Regions from separate parts of the Mus musculus genome. Here region 1 is linked to region 2. The links are chromatin contacts, called in public Hi-C maps. All regions are on one chromosome and are shown on one strand. The core of a region is the stretch at or near the end of the contact, and the rest is flanking DNA. Distances in the headings are between cores, read along the strand shown. Region 1 has its middle 17 kb from the start of Gm30498. Region 2 holds the start of Ret (ret proto-oncogene).

The links. A called contact is a pair of places that touch in the nucleus more often than the background predicts.
Region 1: a contact with region 2 is called in a Hi-C map of the N1E-115 cell line, with 2.8 times the contacts expected there. The contact joins the enhancer-like site here to the promoter of Ret in region 2. A contact is called at or near these places in 8 of 39 promoter capture datasets (the 3T3-L1 cell line, the SN4741 cell line, cranial neural crest and 4 more), 8 of 484 Hi-C or Micro-C datasets (the N1E-115 cell line, embryonic stem cells, hematopoietic stem and progenitor cells and 4 more), 6 of 115 datasets of contacts at active chromatin or transcription factors (VIP interneurons, craniofacial prominence, embryonic stem cells and 2 more) and 2 of 9 other capture datasets (adipose tissue and liver).

Annotation. Positions count from the first base shown.
Region 1 is chr6:118,289,820-118,293,792 of GRCm38.p6, reverse strand. No RefSeq gene overlaps it. Among named protein-coding and RNA genes, the nearest start is that of Gm30498, 17 kb to the left of the region's middle. Within about 2 kb of position 1,347, at least 8 of the 459 cell types and tissues checked have an H3K27ac peak or open chromatin away from gene starts, as enhancers often do. A contact at or near this core is called in the N1E-115 cell line and muscle stem cells, where this site is marked.
Region 2 is chr6:118,196,299-118,200,648 of GRCm38.p6, reverse strand. It overlaps Ret (ret proto-oncogene), which reads left to right and starts at 2,905. Exons shown (of 19, transcript NM_001080780.1): 1 at 2,905-3,588. The coding sequence starts at 3,516.

The sequences.
Region 1 (3,973 bases), core at 98-2,597, 95 kb before region 2:
AGGACAGTCCCAGGTAAGGCAGGCAGAGGCAGCCTGGATGCTGAACTCCTCAGATGCACTTGTGCTGTGAAGAAGGTGCACACTGTGCCTCGTGCTCTGGACCCTTCATGTCCGTCCAGCTGCCTTTAGAGTCTTTTCAGATTCAGATGGTCTTAGGAGGGCAGGGGAATCTCTGAGAAGAGCTGAGGCCTCAGATGTCCAAGGATGTAGGATGCTCACCTCAGGCCTCTCCTAAAGAGAGACAAACCCTTTTATGGAGGAGAAGGTTCCAGGAAACGTTTGAAAACAAATGATTCCCACCCTCCTTGGGATTGGTCTAGGTGTACTGGGGTACCGTGAGCCCCTCAAGATGTCTATCGTGACTACCCGAGTCCATGTCCTTCCTCTGAAGAATGTCTGGTATAGATACAGGCCTTTCTCCCAGAGAAGGTTGGCTGTTCTGTGCCTTACAAGCAGCACCCTGGTTTATAGAGTCAGAGCTCGTCTACACTGGCTATTAGAAAAGGTCACCTCCTCTTCCTGGCCTTCCTTTTTCCTGCTGCACAGAGATCAAAGGACATCTCATTGGTGGCAGTTCTGGCAGTCCCTGTCATCGGCCCTAATGGATGTGGCCCATTAACACAGGGGTTGGGAGGACAGGCAGCAGAGGGACAGAGAACCTCAGATCTGAGCCTCAGGATAGAGGGCAAGAGGGAGGGACAGGAAGATCCAACCCCACCCCAGTGATAGAGGAGGACTAAGAGTGCTCTCACCTGGTGCTGCTGGGTCTGCCCTCCTGGGGGTGCCTAAGAGCCACCCTGCTGTGGAGGAGCTATGAGGGACAGCTGTGGGAGAGGAAAGGTCCTCTCTGAACTCTTATAGCTCTGAAGCCTGCTGTTCTGTCCTGGTGACAGGTCCACAAGCCTGGGGGTCAGAGACACAATGCTTCTCTGAAGCTAGACCACCAGGCTCTAGGCAGAGTGTGGGTAGATGAAATCTGCCCTGTGTTCCATCCCTGGGCAGTGCTGATCCTCTGCCATTGCTTTCCTTGAACCTGTGAACTGGTCCTTGGCAGGATGCTGTCACTACACTACGGAAGTTCCAGCTAATGATGCAGCACACAGAGTAGAACAGGTCACCTCCTGGAAGTCAGCCAGGCCTTAGGACACCAACTGTGCTCAGCACCCCACTGCCTTTATGCCCTGGAGGCTGGAGAACTGCCATTCCCACCCATGAGTGCTCATAGCCCTTTGAGACCTACAGCTGAGATCAACTGTCATCTAATCAGGGAGTGGAGCCAGACTGGGCTAGCTTATGATTCAGGGGGTTAGCCTAGCACATCCGGGAACAAGCCATTCCCTACAATCAGGTCCCTTCCAAGGTCTGGGGATCTTGGAATCCCAGTGCCAGCCCTACCCAGCCTGGTGTCTGGCTGCTCCCCTGGCTCTGTGCTCCCTGGAAGCTTCTGTCTGTCGGCTTCCAGCACTTTGCCACTCCCCCACACCCCCCAGACAAACCATCAGTAATTCACTTTAATGAAATATGGAGACACTTTTATTGATGATGATCCTATCTGGAGACAGGAGAGCAAGAGTGAGACTGTACCTTCCATGGGCTGGGCCATGGGCCAGTCTGTTTTCACAGAACCCTGGGGACCCTCTGAGAGACAGTGCTGATGGAAATCAGGCGGTGATCTGGTGTGACCTGGTTTCACAGATGAGAGAGGCAGGGCAGGAGCTAATAGCCGAGTCTCTTGATCCAGCAAGTTAGAGTTTCCCAGGGATCCTGCACTGCAGCCTACCCCTAAAATTAGGGCCAGATCAGGCTGAGAAACGATGAAGCAGGGAGGTGAGAAGGGAATGGGGCTGTACCAGGCTACAGGACAGCAACTACTTCAGGCTGAGGCAGAAGACAGGGGACTAGTCACTTTGCAGGAGGACCATGTCCTGGTTACAAGCATCAGGTACCAGCAGAAAACTGCTGTGGTGTAGGCCTCCTGCCAGAACACGGTTTCATCCCATTGCCTACTGGGGATTCAGATGCCAGCACTACTTCCTCTGAGTGAGAACCTCAGAGCTTCTCCCCTACCTAACCAGCTCAGAGAACTTGGGAGGGAAGACACAAGTCCACAAAGAAAGATCCCCACCCTATTCCTGCCCATACCATCTGTCAGGCTTGAGCTATCTCTACCATTGCCAGCCAGCCCAGCCCTGGCAAGAGTTGGACCATCTACAAGTAGAAGGTGGAGTCCCTCTGAGGGACTCTTTCTGCCCTGTCTCCTGGTAAAGCATCCATATCTTCTTTCACCCGTGCAGGCTGTGGTAAAGGCAAGTACAGCCTTGGGGAAGGCAGTCAGGCAAGACATGGAGACCAGCTGTCAGCAGCTGTCAATAGAACCTGCAGGCCAAGGTACCTGGGAAGATGCCTGTTTGTCAAATGAGGGCAGCCACCACAGGTGTTCATCTCAGGTCACCCGAGGGAAGCTGATAGCACTGGGAAATAGAGGAGTTCAGCTGGAGGCCACGAAGCTGGCAGGGTTGAGGTCCAGGCCCTGGTGGTACCATGAGGCAAGGCAGACCACGGTGGACTGAGTATGAAGCGGAGTAAAAACATTACTGGCAGGGGCAGGAATGAAGGGACATTATCACATTTGTCTGGCCTGGACTTGCAGCGACGGGCACACAGCTGTCCTATACTCTCAGACCACTTGGCTGTGATAACCACAGACGGCATTGCCCATGTGCTGTACTTCCTAGCAAAAGACTTCAGAGTATCTCGTCCATGGACCTCTGTGGATCCCTCCAACCCTCCCCAAGGTGCCTATTGATCACGGAGCCCAGAGGTGGAGCAGCCTGTAAGCAAGAATCGCTGATGCTCTTCATCAGCAGCCTGCCTCATGCAATATGTAACACTGCATTATCCCTGTGCTGACAGCGTGGACAGAGCTGAAGAGCCTGGTGCTCCCTGAAAGAGGCCCACGGTGCTCCGGACTGCTGAGCTAGGGCGTGAGGCATGCGCTCTGTGGCAGAGCTTGCAGGCCCTGTCCTCACTGCAGCTCCGTTTCTCCCATCTGTGGAATAAGGTGGGTGCCATTTGGCCATTGTCACTCTCCCCCAAACAGTCCCCGAGGTGGGCATTAAAATCTTTACACAGCCCACATGCTCACTACCCAGATGGTTGCATAGGCTCTTTCTCAACACAGTGTTCCAAATAGCTACAATCATGCTACCTGGATAGGTGAGCGAAGTCAATGTAATTTGCCATTCTTCATGCTATGACCCCTTTCAGGCAATCCCCCAGGATAATTCTCGGGGTTCCTAATAATTGCTATATCACGCTCACATCCTGATGTTCTCAGACTCTGCACTGACATGTTATCAGCGCTTGATACAACAGTATCCGACACTACTGACAAGAAGATCCATGACAAGCCTGCTTACCTGCCAGCATCCAGACCAGAGAGGGACCAGCACTGTGCACTCTGCCCCAATCCCTGTTGAGGGAAGTAGGGGCTGGAAGAATCTTTCTAGCATTAGGTTTTCCAAGGACATCTTCCAGGACCCGTATCTCCTGCCTATGGGTAGCTCCTCATTGCTTATGTCCTGAAGGATGGATAAAGACTGCCCAACCTAGAGCCAGAACCGAGTCGCAACTGCTGCTCTTCCTCCCAAAGCTCCTCTCAGATTTCCACTGAGAAGCTTTGCCTCACAAGCCTCTCGTCCTTGCCTCCATTAGAGTCAAAGATTCTGTCATCACTATCAGGCTAGGGAGTGGAGGTAGATTCGTGTTCAAGTCCGGCTGTTTGCCAAGGAGGTAAGGTGAACGTGTGAGTGTGCGTGTGTGTGTGTGTGTGTGTGTGTGTGTGTGTGTGTGTGTTTTCACTTTGAATTTCTGAGCTTCAGTGATGTCGTCTGCAAATGGCATTGGATGTATAAATATTACTGTATGACTGTAGCTGGAAAAACTCCCTGGACACGTGCATGTTGGAGATAAC
Region 2 (4,350 bases), core at 1,656-4,155:
GGCATGCTTTTCTTCCTGCAGCACTCTGGAGGACAGCCAACAGCAGACAGGGAGGCAAACTATGGAGAAGCAATAGCCCACCCATAGTGGAGTGCAATGGGGAGAGAGTGCTGAGTAGTACCCCCAACAGGGTCACAGAATCTGTGCTTCCACCTACTGTGTCACACTGCCTACAGGGGAAGTGCCCATGTCCACTCTGAGGGACCTTCCTTTCCAGTGCTTCCCAGTCTGAGTTGTACTCTGGACTTATGACACCTCTTTGAAGGCCCCAAGGGCCATGTTCCCGTCCCTGCACTGAACTTTCTTGATACCTCTGAACATCCCTGTACCTAGACCACCATATTCCTCGAGCACCCTCTTTTACTGGAGCAAGACTCAAGGGGCTCCAGGTAGGCTTCACGTACTCAGGAGCCATGCGCAACCTCCCACTTTCTACAAAAACAGCATGTGAGCCGCCTACCTGTCAACTCCCCACGGTCATCAGTCAGCTTCTGTGCGCTGACGACACAAAGGGCTGGGAGAGGTAGAGCTGCATAGGTGCCAAGATCCAAACACAAGTGACATCACTCGGAGGCAGCAGCCTGCACCACAGCCTCTTGGGGGGATTCTGCTTTTTAGATTACGTACAGGTAGTGGCTTGGTGGTAGGAATCTGCCTAGCATGCTTGAAGATCTGGGTTCAATCTCTAGTATCAATTTTTTTTTAAGAAAAAAAGGAAGGAAGAAAGAGGGAAAGAAAGAGAGAGAGAAAGGAAGGAAGGAAGACAAAGTATCTCTGTGGGTGGAACTTAGCTCCTATCAGACTAGGCCCGACTCCAGGTCCTAGAGCACTTGTGACCTTGAATGGGGGAAGGTCAAGGTCAAGTTCTGGGGAACCGAGGCAAGACAGTGGTTATGACTTTACTGAGCATGTGCTTGGTGCTGGCACTGAGTTCCATCTGCGTATGTATTCCCTTTACTACAGATTAAGTCCTCTCTCTGGGAGGAAGATGTTTACAACAGGGGAAACTGAGGTTCAGAGCAAATAGATTAGGAAGCGTCAAAAAATACAAAGACAAAGAAAAGGAAAAGAAAAATAGAACCTCATGCAGACTCTCACCTTCCCCAGAGAAGAAAAAAAAAAGACAGGAGCAAAGAGTGGGGCTTCCTAGGTGACTCACAGGCTAAGAGACCTTTGAGCCTGGCCTCAAACCTGCCCTAGGTACAGGGAGACAGCCATTTCCCCTCCCCTAGAGGAAGCTCCCTCCTACCGTGCTCAGATTCTGAAAACTGAGTTAATATCTTGGGCCAGGTCAAGCAAAGTTTGGACCTTCCATGTGGTCTTCAATGGCAGCTGGTCCATGGCTTCCCTCAGATCCACTGCTGCTGTCTCTGTTCAGCTCCCGGGGCGTACACAGGGAAGGGTTTGCTATGCACTCAAGTATGTAGGGTCCATGTATCTGAACATGGTTGCATGCATGCATGCATATGCATGTCTAGGGGCTCGAGTAAAAGTCCACTCAAGATCTTCAGAGGAGAGGGAAATGTCCCGACCATGCTATCTGGACACTCAAGGCTGTGAAGGCCTGAGGAAGAGACAAGAGTGTACTCTTGCCTGGGTCCTTAAAATGGGCAGAGTTCATCCCAGTGTCGGTGAAGAAGGTATGAGAGTGAGGCTGGTTGGAAGAGTGGACCAGACCTCTTTTCTCTTTGCATTCTATTGGAAAACAGCCACAGGAACCTGTTTGTAGGGGGGAAAAAAAGAAAGAGAGAAAGAGAGAAAGAGAGAAAGAGAGAGAGCGAGAGGAAGGGAGGAAGGAAGAAAGAGAGGGAGAGAGAGAAAGAGAGAACGGAAGGAAGGAAGGAAGAGAGAGAGAGAGAGAGAGAGAGAGAGAGAGAACCTTCCTGTTCAGGTCCCTTCCTTGGACACAGGCCCAAGTGATAACTCCAGGGATCCAGTGTATTAGCACCTTGTGACTAATTCCATCCCCATAAACCCAAGGCCAGTGATCTCAAGGTGCCTCTTCTAGGTTAGAAGGCTGGTGGTCTGGATACCCACGGATCAGCAGGCAGGCTCTGAATAAGATCTCAGCTGGCCTGGTCCCAAGTCAGCCTATGTCTTGGCAGCTTCTGCTCCTGCCTGTGAGGGTGACTTCACTTTGACTTCATATCTGCAGAGTGATGTACAGAGATTGCTTATTCAACCCTGAGCTCAGTCGGGCAGGAGGGTGGGGCTCTGCATACTGAAGGAGAGGAGCAGCTGAGCCCCTCCCCAGACTCAGGTTCCAGGACCTGTTTGTTCACTCCAAGGTCCTACAGGCGTCTGTTTTTCTTTCCTTCCATTACTAGTTGCAAGCCATGCTTCAAAAAGCAGCTGGGAGTAGGGAGAGATGGGTTTTCCTCACAGGCATCTAGAGCCTGCATCCGACCTTCTATTTCCTGCCTAGAGGCTCCCATATCAAGGGTAAATATATTTAGTCATAATTTGGGGAAGGGAGAGTTCGATTCTTCTGGCAAACTTCTCTTTTCATCCTTCCCAACACCCCTGTAGCCGCTGCCCTATCAGTCAGTTCACATCCTAAGAGCTCTTCTATTTGGTGGGATAAGCGCATACAATTCCCAGCACTGCACCAGACGACAACGGTAGCAGGTCTCTTTGAAAGGTGTGCAATTAGCCAGTGTCTTGGTCCTATTGGTTGTACCGGTCCTGGGAATCACAAACAAGCCCAACAGGACCCCCAACCGTCTTCACCACATGATATGTTGTACACTGGAAGCAGGCTCTCTGTCCCTCTTTCTCTTGATCAGGGCTCCTCCCCTCTTCCCGCCTCTAACCCCAGAAGAAGCTGCAGGCTCCAAACGCGCTTCTCACTCCCGCCCCCTTGATAAATGGCGGAGGATGCTCTTCGCGTCCAGAGACTGGAGGGACATCATTCTAGACTCTGGGTCTCTGCGAGTATAGGTGACCAGTCGGCCCAGACGCCGAATCTTCTGTGTTGCTCTTTCTGGGCGGCGGGAAAGGACTAACAGAAACAGCAAGCGAGACGCACGGGGTGAGAAAGTGGCTATGCCGGCAAATGATCATGGATCCAGGTTACCTTTAGTAGACCAGCACCCGCACCACAACCCACACGCACCCAGCTCCGACCCGCGCTCATCTAGAGAGGAAATAGAGGTTCCCCTAGCAGTCGGGTGCCGCCCCACCTTGCCCCACACAGTACCTGGAGCCCCGCCCCTCCACACACACCCGCACCCCTGGTCCCGCCCCTCTCGCTGCCACTCCCTCTGCGCCCTGCCCTGCCCCAGTCCGCTCCCCGGGCGCAGGCAGCGCAGGTCTCTCATCAGTACCGCAACCGGAGCCGTGCAAGCAACAGCAGAGAGCGGCTCCGAGTCCGCAGCTGGGAGTCGCGCCCGGACGCAACGCGCCCGCAGTGCCCGCTGCGCCCGGGCTGGCATGGGGAGGCCCGGCTGAGCGCCGCACCCCACCGCCGCCGAGACCCGCCTGCTCCTCAACCGCGGCCCTCGCGCGCACGGGCGATGGCGAAAGCGACGTCCGGCGCCGCAGGGCTGGGGCTGAAGCTGATTTTGCTCCTGCCGCTGCTAGGAGAAGGTGAGTCCTACGGGCGGCTGGGACGGTAGGGGCCGGGGTGAAGTTAGCGCTGCGCGCCGAGCCGGGAAGCTGACGCGCGCAGAAGCGCGCTTACATTGGCTGTCACCGGCCGGCTGCGCGGCTGGCGGGCCTCCGGGTCTGGGAACCGGGTCGCTGCGGCTAGCTGCTGCGCTTGGGCCACCGGCTGGGCGGGGCTCGGCTCGCCTTGGGTCCGTGCGAGTTGCGAGCCGGGCAGAGTAGACTGCTCCGCCAAAGCCGCAGCTGAACATCCCAAGCTGGTCGCTTTTCCAGCCGCGGCCGGCCGTGTGCCCGAGCGAAGCGGACAGATCTTGTCGCCTTTGGGGAGCAGCTGCGAGCGGACAGGGTAGGCAGCCCTGGGAAGCCCACGACTTGAGCCAGCGCTTGGAGACTGCAGCGCCCAGATTTTCTTTTCGCGTTTCAATTCTGCACTTGCTGTAGCTCCATTCGTCTGGCTGAAGGGCGCTGAGGCAATCTTTAGTAAAGGTTATTTTTCCTGTGTGTGTTTTTGCCGCCCTGATCTTTAAAAACCTAAAAGCCTGTGGTCTCTCCCCCCCCGCCCCCCCCCCGTCCCCGCGTGTCTTCGCCGAGAGCTCTGAGCTCTGCCCCACAGTTGGGAGTCCTGTGTCACATGCTATTCCGCTGGAGCACATGAAAATGTGTCTTTTGGAGGCATAATAGGGTCCAGGGCTGACATTTAGTTACCCAGAGCTTTGGGCCCTGCCACTCGGGAGTGTGGTGATG